Linked DNA regions of Mus musculus: region 1 is linked to region 2. Evidence: chromatin contacts called from public HiChIP or PLAC-seq data. All regions are on one chromosome and are shown on one strand. Each heading gives the region's core, a stretch centred on a gene start, on an enhancer-like site or on the middle of the called end of the contact. The rest is flanking DNA. Distances are from core to core; before and after follow the strand shown. Region 1 overlaps Tnik (TRAF2 and NCK interacting kinase). Region 2 has its middle 4.6 kb from the start of Gm42196.

What was found. HiChIP or PLAC-seq counts read pairs in DNA pulled down with a chosen protein or histone mark.
Region 1: an H3K27ac HiChIP or PLAC-seq map of the HPC-7 cell line shows a contact between it and region 2, with 7 times the contacts expected there. The contact joins two enhancer-like sites. A contact is called at or near these places in 1 of 15 datasets of contacts at CTCF or cohesin (the NIH/3T3 cell line), 2 of 484 Hi-C or Micro-C datasets (the HL-1 cell line and nephron progenitors) and 2 of 115 datasets of contacts at active chromatin or transcription factors (the HPC-7 cell line and memory CD8 T cells).

The regions. Positions count from the first base shown.
Region 1 is chr3:28,299,655-28,303,863 of GRCm38.p6, forward strand. The region is part of intron 1 of Tnik (TRAF2 and NCK interacting kinase); the gene reads left to right. Among named protein-coding and RNA genes, the nearest start is that of Tnik, 39 kb to the left of the region's middle. Within about 2 kb of position 1,972, at least 26 of the 459 cell types and tissues checked have an H3K27ac peak or open chromatin away from gene starts, as enhancers often do. A contact at or near this core is called in the HPC-7 cell line, where this site is marked.
Region 2 is chr3:28,169,808-28,174,059 of GRCm38.p6, forward strand. No RefSeq gene overlaps it. Among named protein-coding and RNA genes, the nearest start is that of Gm42196, 4.6 kb to the right of the region's middle. Within about 2 kb of position 1,629, at least 82 of the 459 cell types and tissues checked have an H3K27ac peak or open chromatin away from gene starts, as enhancers often do. A contact at or near this core is called in the HPC-7 cell line, where this site is marked.

The DNA.
Region 1 (4,209 bases), core at 722-3,221, 130 kb after region 2:
TGTGCTTACAGATAATGACACACACCAGTAATATGATTTTAAAAGTCAATATGTGAAAATAGCAGGTACTGTAAACACCAAAACGGTGTCAAAAAGTACATATGCCTTCTAAGTAAGTTTGCGATTGGTAGTTGCCAGAGTCCCTGGAGGCACGGTGTTAAGTGCAGTCTAGCTTGGTTCTTCTTTTCCATTTGAACTTAAGGTCTGGTCTGCTCCTCAGAGACATTGTTCCTCAGGCACACTCTTTTGTGTTTATCATTGAAACACTGCCCAAAAACTTCACAACTATTTTTCTAAAGTTGAAATAGAAAAGAAATACAAGAGTCTCCCCTAGTTTAAATAGTAGTAAATTATTTATTATTCATTTAGATACTTTGTTATTTACTTAATATTTAAATGACCTTTTGATAAAAACAATGTTAACTTATTTTTGTTGACTTCTGGTAAAAACGGGTACTTTTTGCTTTGCTTTTTAAAAATGAATGCTTGGAAGTAAAATTCACTTGGTATTTATTGTGATGAAATTGTGAAGTAATATTTGTACAACTTGTTTTCTGAAGAACAGCTATGTCATAGATACCATAGTTGGCATCGTGTGTATTGTATTGTGTGTTTGGAAAGAGAAAGCTTGCAAGACAGTGGTTTCTAACTTAGTGCTCCTCAAATGTAAGTGTGACTTAGTCTCATCCAGAGCTTCTCAAATCAGATTGCTGATCCCAAGTCAGTAGGTCTAGCGTGGGGGGTCAGGAACTTGCATTTTAAACAAAATATTGCTGATGTTCTGGTCTCAAGACCATGGTTTTAGAATCATTGTTGTAGGTCACTCAAGGATGCTAAGGACAGTGAGTTCTGGGCTGTGCAGAGGAGGAGAGCTGTACACCCCTTGCTTGGGATGAGTGTGTGTACAGCTTCCTGGGAAAGGCAGGGCTCTAAGCTGGATTTTGCGATCTGTGGATGGCACAGGAGAATAAAGGAGACCTGGCAGAGTCAATAACCAGAGGGAACTATGTGGCAGGGTATGGAGCGGTGGCCGCAAAAGGCTTGATGGAGGAACAGCAAGACCCTAGAAAGGAGAGCGTGCTTTTAAGGCTGGACAGGCTGGTAGCCATTGGGCTTCTGAAGAGCACATGCATTCTCAAGTTGGGTATTATGGGATCATATGGTAGTTCTATTTTTATATTATTTTTATTATTATTATTGTTGAGGAACCTCCTGACTGGTCTTCATGCATAGCTATCATACTTCTCTTCTGTGAGGGTCATTTGAATAAAGCAGTTTGCTGTGTGTGTGTGTGTGTGTGTGTGTGTGTGTGTGTGTGTGTGGTGGTGGTGGTGGTGGTGGTGGTGGTGGTGGTGGGGAACCATGAAGACAGGGCTAATAGCTTTGGTTAGGGGCATTTGCCAGGAAGGCCACAGATGCTTGGCTTGTGGTTGTGGCTGTAGAACTGGAATTCAGGTCCCAGGTGACATAAAAAATGCCAAAGCACAGTGGTTGACAGACTGATTGTCCCACTAATTTGTTCACTGAACCAACTGCTGGAGTTGCTGTTTCAGAAGTTGGTAGAGAACCTGACTGTAGAGTCCTGGCCATGTAGCCTAGAGCAGAGAGGGGAGTTCAAAGGATGTACTGCCTAAGAGAAGAGAATGAAAAGGGAGAAACAAAGAAAATAAAGACAAAATGTGGAAGGAAAAGTCACAGTAAACTGACATTAGATCTTATCACGAGGAGGATTTGAGGAAGGAAATTGTTCCATGAGCTGAGCCATATACAGCATAGAGGAGTGGACACTGTGGGGGTGGCTAGAATGCTCCATTTGCCCCGCAGGAGTGTTGCTGGGAAGAAGGAGAGTGCAGGCATAGTTCTTAAGGAAGTAAAGGCAGTGGTCACCCAGCCGTTGTACAGGAAGGGGCAGTGTCTGGCTCTAGGAGTGATTAAGGGAATTTCTATCATGGACTCATTTTTATTCTGAGCGGGCAGAACCTTTGGTGCTGACTGATAGGGACAGGAAGCTGTGACAGGCAAGATAAGACCTCCCCCTGCTGTCTTGCTTATTCCAATGAAGGACTTCTCTTTGTAGTTCCTCAAGGCCAAATCTTTGGGAGCTATTTTTGGCTCCGTTTATTTTGTTCTCTGATCGTTGGATCCATCACAAAATCCTGTTGGTGCCATACTCCTTTGAAAGCACAACTCGGGATCCAAGGCTTCTAGTGTTATCAACCAGCCACTGGACTTTTCTGTCCAGAATGATGGGCAGCAGACCCTTCTCCTCCTTCCTTGATGCCCACTGTATTCCCAACCGTGTCTGCAGTGATCCTAAGAAGCTTAAGTTAGATCATGCAATTGATACAGTCGCACAGAATCTACCAGGGATTCCTTTTCACTCAGTAAATGTACTATTGCCCACTGAGCCATCTCACAGGACCCCGGTGCTGACTTCCTTATCAATGATCACTAAAGCCTTGCCAGGTCAGATCCAACCCATTCCCCTCACTTGGCAGCCCACTCTGCCCCTATTCCTTGGACCTCCAGGATGCTTCTGCCCCAGTCTTTCCCAGAATGCAACTTTGGTTTCTCACTTCTGTAGAGTCTTTATTATCTGTTATAGAAGGCCTCCCAGGGACACTTTTTGTAAATTGTAGCTCCACTGGACATGGCGCCTTCAACACTGTGTATTGAGCTTTGAGTGTTCTATCAGTAAAATACTGGTTGGTATAAACTCTGGGAGGATAAGAATGTTCTGCTTGTTTTGTTCATTAGTTTACTTTTAGTGGCTAGGACATGCCTTAGAATTTAATTGGTGGGAGGGAACATAGATATGGTAGCCAAGGAGACTGGTCTTAGGGTGTCCTGAGACCCTGCTTGTTAGGCAAGTTCTATAAGGCATATGCTTTTACACAATGGTAACAATAATACCACACCTTAAATTGAAATTTTAACTTAAATTATGATTAGACGTTTTTATACTCCCAGTTTTATTATTTTTAAAAATCATGTTTATTTGTCTGTCTGTAGGAATATGTGCACAGAAAGGCAGTTGCCTGTGGGGGATAAGTTGTTGGATACTCCTGAAACTCAAGTTTCAGGCAGTCGTGAGCCTGTTAGCACTGTGAATCTCATGCTGGTCCTCTACAGAGGAGTACATGCCATGCTATTAACCACCGAGCGATCTCTCTAGTCGCCCATGTTTACTTTTAAACTAATGGGCAGAAAACTCAACGGGGTTCTATATAGTGCTAATACATGCAGACATATGTATTGTTTCAATCAGGTTAAACCTTTGTTCGTTCAATGCTTCTTGCTTCTTTGTGGTAAGAGCTTGCCAAGTCCTTCTCGCTCTCTGAAATGTCCGGTATATTTGTCATGTACAGACACACCCAGTGATGGGCTTCTCACTCCTCTTTAACACCCAACGGGTGTCTTGGGTGATATTGTATTTCAATCTAACAGTTGTCTTGTATGGTGTGTGCTGCACTCCACTGGATTGCGAAGGAAACCAAGTACTGAGCTAAACCCCCAATCACCAGCAGGACCCTTGGTGAGTTTGGGACTCTTTATAATAATGATGCCACCAATAAAAAGGCTTCAGCAATGGCTGGTGTCTTTGAGACCATTTAGCCCTGCTCCTGGCTCTATATACTGTATCCATCTCTCTTGTCTGTGATCTAGGAGTGGCTATGGTCACTTCTGCTCACCTTTGAAGACCTCGCATGGACTTTACATTTGTTTGATAGTTTGCTAATTAATTGTCTTCATTCCTTAATGAATGAGTCTTCCAGGTAAAACATTGCCACTATCAGGAGTCTACTGTGCATTGATTGGCCTTCAGTGACCTTCACCTCTCCTAGCTCAGCTTCCTGTACCTGCGGCTGGGCTTCAGAAGGCTGTGGTCCTGTCCAACAAGAGCAAATACTTGATAGTGCTGGGATAGCCAGGGGGAACTTGAGAAAGTTCACAAATTTTTCTTTTAAATCTGGAAATAATTGTCAATGGACTGTTAAAGAGTAAATAGTGCGTGGTATAGGTAATAACAGTTTTTGAATTGGTATTTGCTGTAGTTTGTAGATAGTATAGGTATGTTTACTTCTTCTTAAAAGTAGCTAAAGAGAAACTACATAGTTGGCACTTGTATCGATGTGAACTAATGTTATGATTTTTATTATCAGTATGCATTAATCAGATATATGATTAATTTGTGTGTTTTTGAGAAAA
Region 2 (4,252 bases), core at 379-2,878:
TCTGAGGCTAATCTGGGCTACATAAGGCCCTGTCTTAAAGAACAAAAGGCCCAAAAGTGATTTAGGGCTTGTGAGAAAGAAATCAGGAGTCTGGAAAAATGGCTCCCTCTGACACATCACACATACTGTGAACACAGAAATGGGATGAAGGAAGGATGAAGGAAGGAAGAAGGGAAAGAAGGGAGAGAAGGGAGGAAGGAAGGGAAGAAAGAAAGAAATGAAGGAGGAAGATAGGGAGGGAGGAAGAGAGGAATGAGAGAGGGAGGAAGGAAGAGGAGAGGGAAGGAGGGAAGAGGGAGGGAGGAATGAAGGAGGGAGGGAGGAAAGGAGAGAGGGAGAGAGGGAGGGAGAAAAGTGTCCTATCAAGGAGGTTTGGGGAAGCCATTCTTCCAGAAGATCAGAATGGAGAGCCCCACCTGCACCCCAGCCCACCTGCTGGGATAGGCCCAGAGGGAGGTGCTGAGGCCTGAGACAGCCAATGAGAGATACTTATTGTCAAGCAACAATCTCCTGTTAGTTTTTTCTGCACCATCAGAATGCAGGGGACCAGGGAAACCCCCGAGAGGGATACCTCTGGGTGCCGCTGTTACAGACAAGGACTTTTAACTATCCTTGAGGTAAACAAAAGGGATCCCTTAGAGAACAGAACACCCTGAGGACCTGGGATGCAGTTCCATTGGTAGGGTGCCTGCCTAGTGTACAAAGCCCCTAGTGGATGAGTCCTAGCACTCCATAGCCTGGACTTGATGCCAAAGGCCTGGAATCCCAGCAGGAGGCAGGAGGATCGGAAGTCCATCTTCATCTATTTAGCAAGTTCCAGGTCAGCCTAATTCCTGGAGATCCTGTTTCAAAAACGGGAGAAGAGAGGGGGATGATATGACCGAGTCTGGCTTTGTGGATGGTCCAGAGGCAGGGCAAGGCCAGAGGAGGAGCTGCTCCTGGGGACAATCCCTAGGCCTGACCCCAGCCTCACTGCTAGCCTTCTGACTGAAGCTCCAGCTCCTCGTCTGTCCAATAGGAGAAGCCATGCAGCCAGCCAGCCAGGCAAGCGGGAGGGTCTGAGGCAGTGGCAGCAGTGGACCAGGTAAACTACATTTCTTAAGTCAGCAATTCTAGCTTTTCTCCGCTCCCCCTGACCCCGCCTTTTGCCCTTCATTTAAAGGAAACATTTCTGAACGTTCCACCAGCTTCTAAAACAACCGACATTTGTTCCCACGTAGATCCCAACTGAAGGAGGGGAGGGAAGGGGGAAGGATGGAGCTGTTTTTCTTTGACTGAAGGTCAGACCCTATACTCCTCTTACCCTCCCTGATTTCCCTCTGACTCATCTTTGGGCCTGAGGCATATCACAAGCTTCCTGTCTCCTTTTCCTTACCTGGAAAAAAAAAGGTTTTATTTCATCGGCTTCCACCTGCCTTTCTGTGCCTACTGTTTTGAGACTGTGTTCTACTTCCTCTAAATTACCTTTTCACGGGGAGTTTTAGTGTTTTCTAGAAGCAGGGAACGGACCAAGTGTTCTTTGAGTGATTCCAGCAGAGAACCGCACCAGAGAGCAGCAGGTCTCAGGCCACGTGATTATCGCCCCCTGGGGGCTGTTGGCAACGTCTAGACATTTTTGGATTATGCAATCACCGGAAGAGGAAGTGTAATAAGCAGAAAAGAGAGCTATTGCCAAATACCTACCATGCATAGGACAGTGCCTGCCACAAGAAACAATATCTGGTTTACACAGCCACTTCCCTTGTCTTCGGATGAATGGAACGCTGCTCTTTCTGCTAACCCGTGACAACGTCTGACTTGGGGAGCCCACAGCAGGAAAACCTCATCCCATTCTCTTCAAGGCTCCCTCCACCATCCCCCCTGCAGCAAACTGAGGGGAAGGGGTATCTGATTTCCAAGCTCGTTTTGCAGGGTGGGGAATTCAAGTTCCCAAGACACAGGCTCAACCTGAGATGGTCCTCCCTATAGGAGTACCTGCCTTCCGCGTCCCTCGTGGATGGTGCGACACCAGACTTATCTGGTTAAAGAGAAATGCTTCCTTGCTGCCTTCTTTGCTGGGGACAAGCCCCAGACAGTTGCACTGGTAAAAACCTCAGGACCAGACCCAAAGCCTCAAGGTCCACAGACAACGATGCTAATAGGTTGGAAATAGGCACAAAAGTCCAAACAGGAAGCTTTCTATCCTCCCCCTGACTCCTCCTCCCTCTGGGTTCAGGTATCTGTTCCTTTCCCTCTTCCGGACACTGTCCCAGCTAGCAGGAAGTTGCCAGGAAAGCGAATCTTACTATGTTCTTTGAGACTGAACGTGCTGATGTTTGTAACGAGCTATGGAGAGAAAATGATTAATCCAAAGTCATGACCACCCCTGGGGGTCTTCGTTGTCCCCAAGGGGCTGACAAACCAGATGGTGACTGAGGTGACCACTTCACTCTCACGGAAGGGTTAGTGTAGGGAAGGAGCCAAACTCACCATGTATGGCTACACAGTGCTCCATGGGGCTCAGTAGACCCTGGTATGCTTTTTTGTCTTTTCTTTCTTTCTTTCTTTCTTTCTTTCTTTCTTTCTTTCTTTCTTTCTTTCTTTCTTTCTTTTGGACAGATGATTATGTTTGTCACTGAGAGTGACCTTGAACTGGTTCTCATACTGCTAGTCTCACAGGGACGTGCCACCTCTCTGCAGAGCTGCTGGTGAAAGCCAGCGCTAGCCCGACACTCCACTGCTCAGCCCGCATCGTCAACCCTGTACAGTACACTGTCACAGCAACCTAAACAGGGTAAGATGGCAAGAAGAAAAAAATGTCACAAAAGCTAAACAAAACCAAACAGAAAATAGGAAGAGTGACATCTCCGTGAGTTTTATTTGTTTGTTTAGTCTAAGTCTCACATGGTCCAGGCTGTCTTGAATTCACTCGGAGAACTGATGGTTGACTTTGAACTTTGGTCCTCTTACCTTCAGCTCAGCAGATGTTGGCATTATCAATCCTTCCTTACCTTCTATCAATTAAAAAGTTCTTATAAATATCATATACATTTCCATATTTCATTTTATGTGCATCTTGGCATACAACCAAGTACTTTCTATGGGTTTCCACGACTGTTCCTCACAACCCTATGCAGTGGTAATTATTATCCAGATATTAATATAAAATAATATGTGAGGAATAATAAATATAACCTGCAATGATTGGAGACTTCGAGGAATTAGTCAGTAGTACAACAGGCAGAGATAGGATTTGATCCTGACGATAGCTGTGATTACAAAGTTACACCATAATGTTTTGTGTTCAGGAAATAAATCTCTGAGCCTCTTTGCTCCAGGCATCTCAAATAATGCCGGTTCAAAGAACAAGAAGAGTGTTCTTGGACTCAGTGGCTTCCTCTGCTGCTTCTGTTCGGCCCCGTAGTTACAAAGGTGGCCACAGGAGACCTGCAGAAGCGGGACTTCACGTTCAGTCCACAGAACAGCCACGTCGTCATTGCTGAGACCAGCGGTTCTCAACCTGTGGGCCTCAGCCCCTTTAGGGGCAAATGACCCTTTCACAGGGGTTGCCTAAGATAATCAGAAAACATAGATACTTACATTTCAATTTATAATAGAAGCAAAACTATAGCAGTGAAGTAGTAATAAAACATTTATAGAGGCAGGCAGATGTCTGAGTTCGAGGCCAGCCTGGTCTACAAAGTGAGTTCCAGGACAGCCAGGGCTATACAAAGAAACCCTGTCTCGAAAAAAAAAATTATGATTGGGGGTCTCCATAACATGAGGAACTATATTAAGTTGTCTCAGCATTAGGAAGGTAGAGAACTGTCATAGACACCCAATAGAGTCTAGTCTTTTCTTTTCCCTCCTCCTTCCCTACCTCTTTGAGACAAAGCTGCCTGCAGCCCAGAATGGCCTGAGAATCACATATAGCCAGGGTAAACTTTAAACCTTTCTTGCCCGTTCCTCTCAAGTCCTGGGATTACAGACATGTGCCACCATACTCAATCTATTCAGTGCTGGGTTACAAATCTTGTCTCCTAGAATCCTAGGGAGGAACTAGGAGCTACTAAGTGAGCTGCCTCTCCAGTCCAGAAATCCAATTTCTTAAAATATCACAGCCTGTGTTATGACAAAGCCTCCAGGTGGTTTTAATGCACTAAAGCTTAAGAATCAGTGACCTGGGAATGTCATTGCCGCGTGGCCATAAGTGTGAAGCAGGGACTGAAAGGGTAGAGGAAGCAATAATTACAACCATTGCAATTGAATCGGA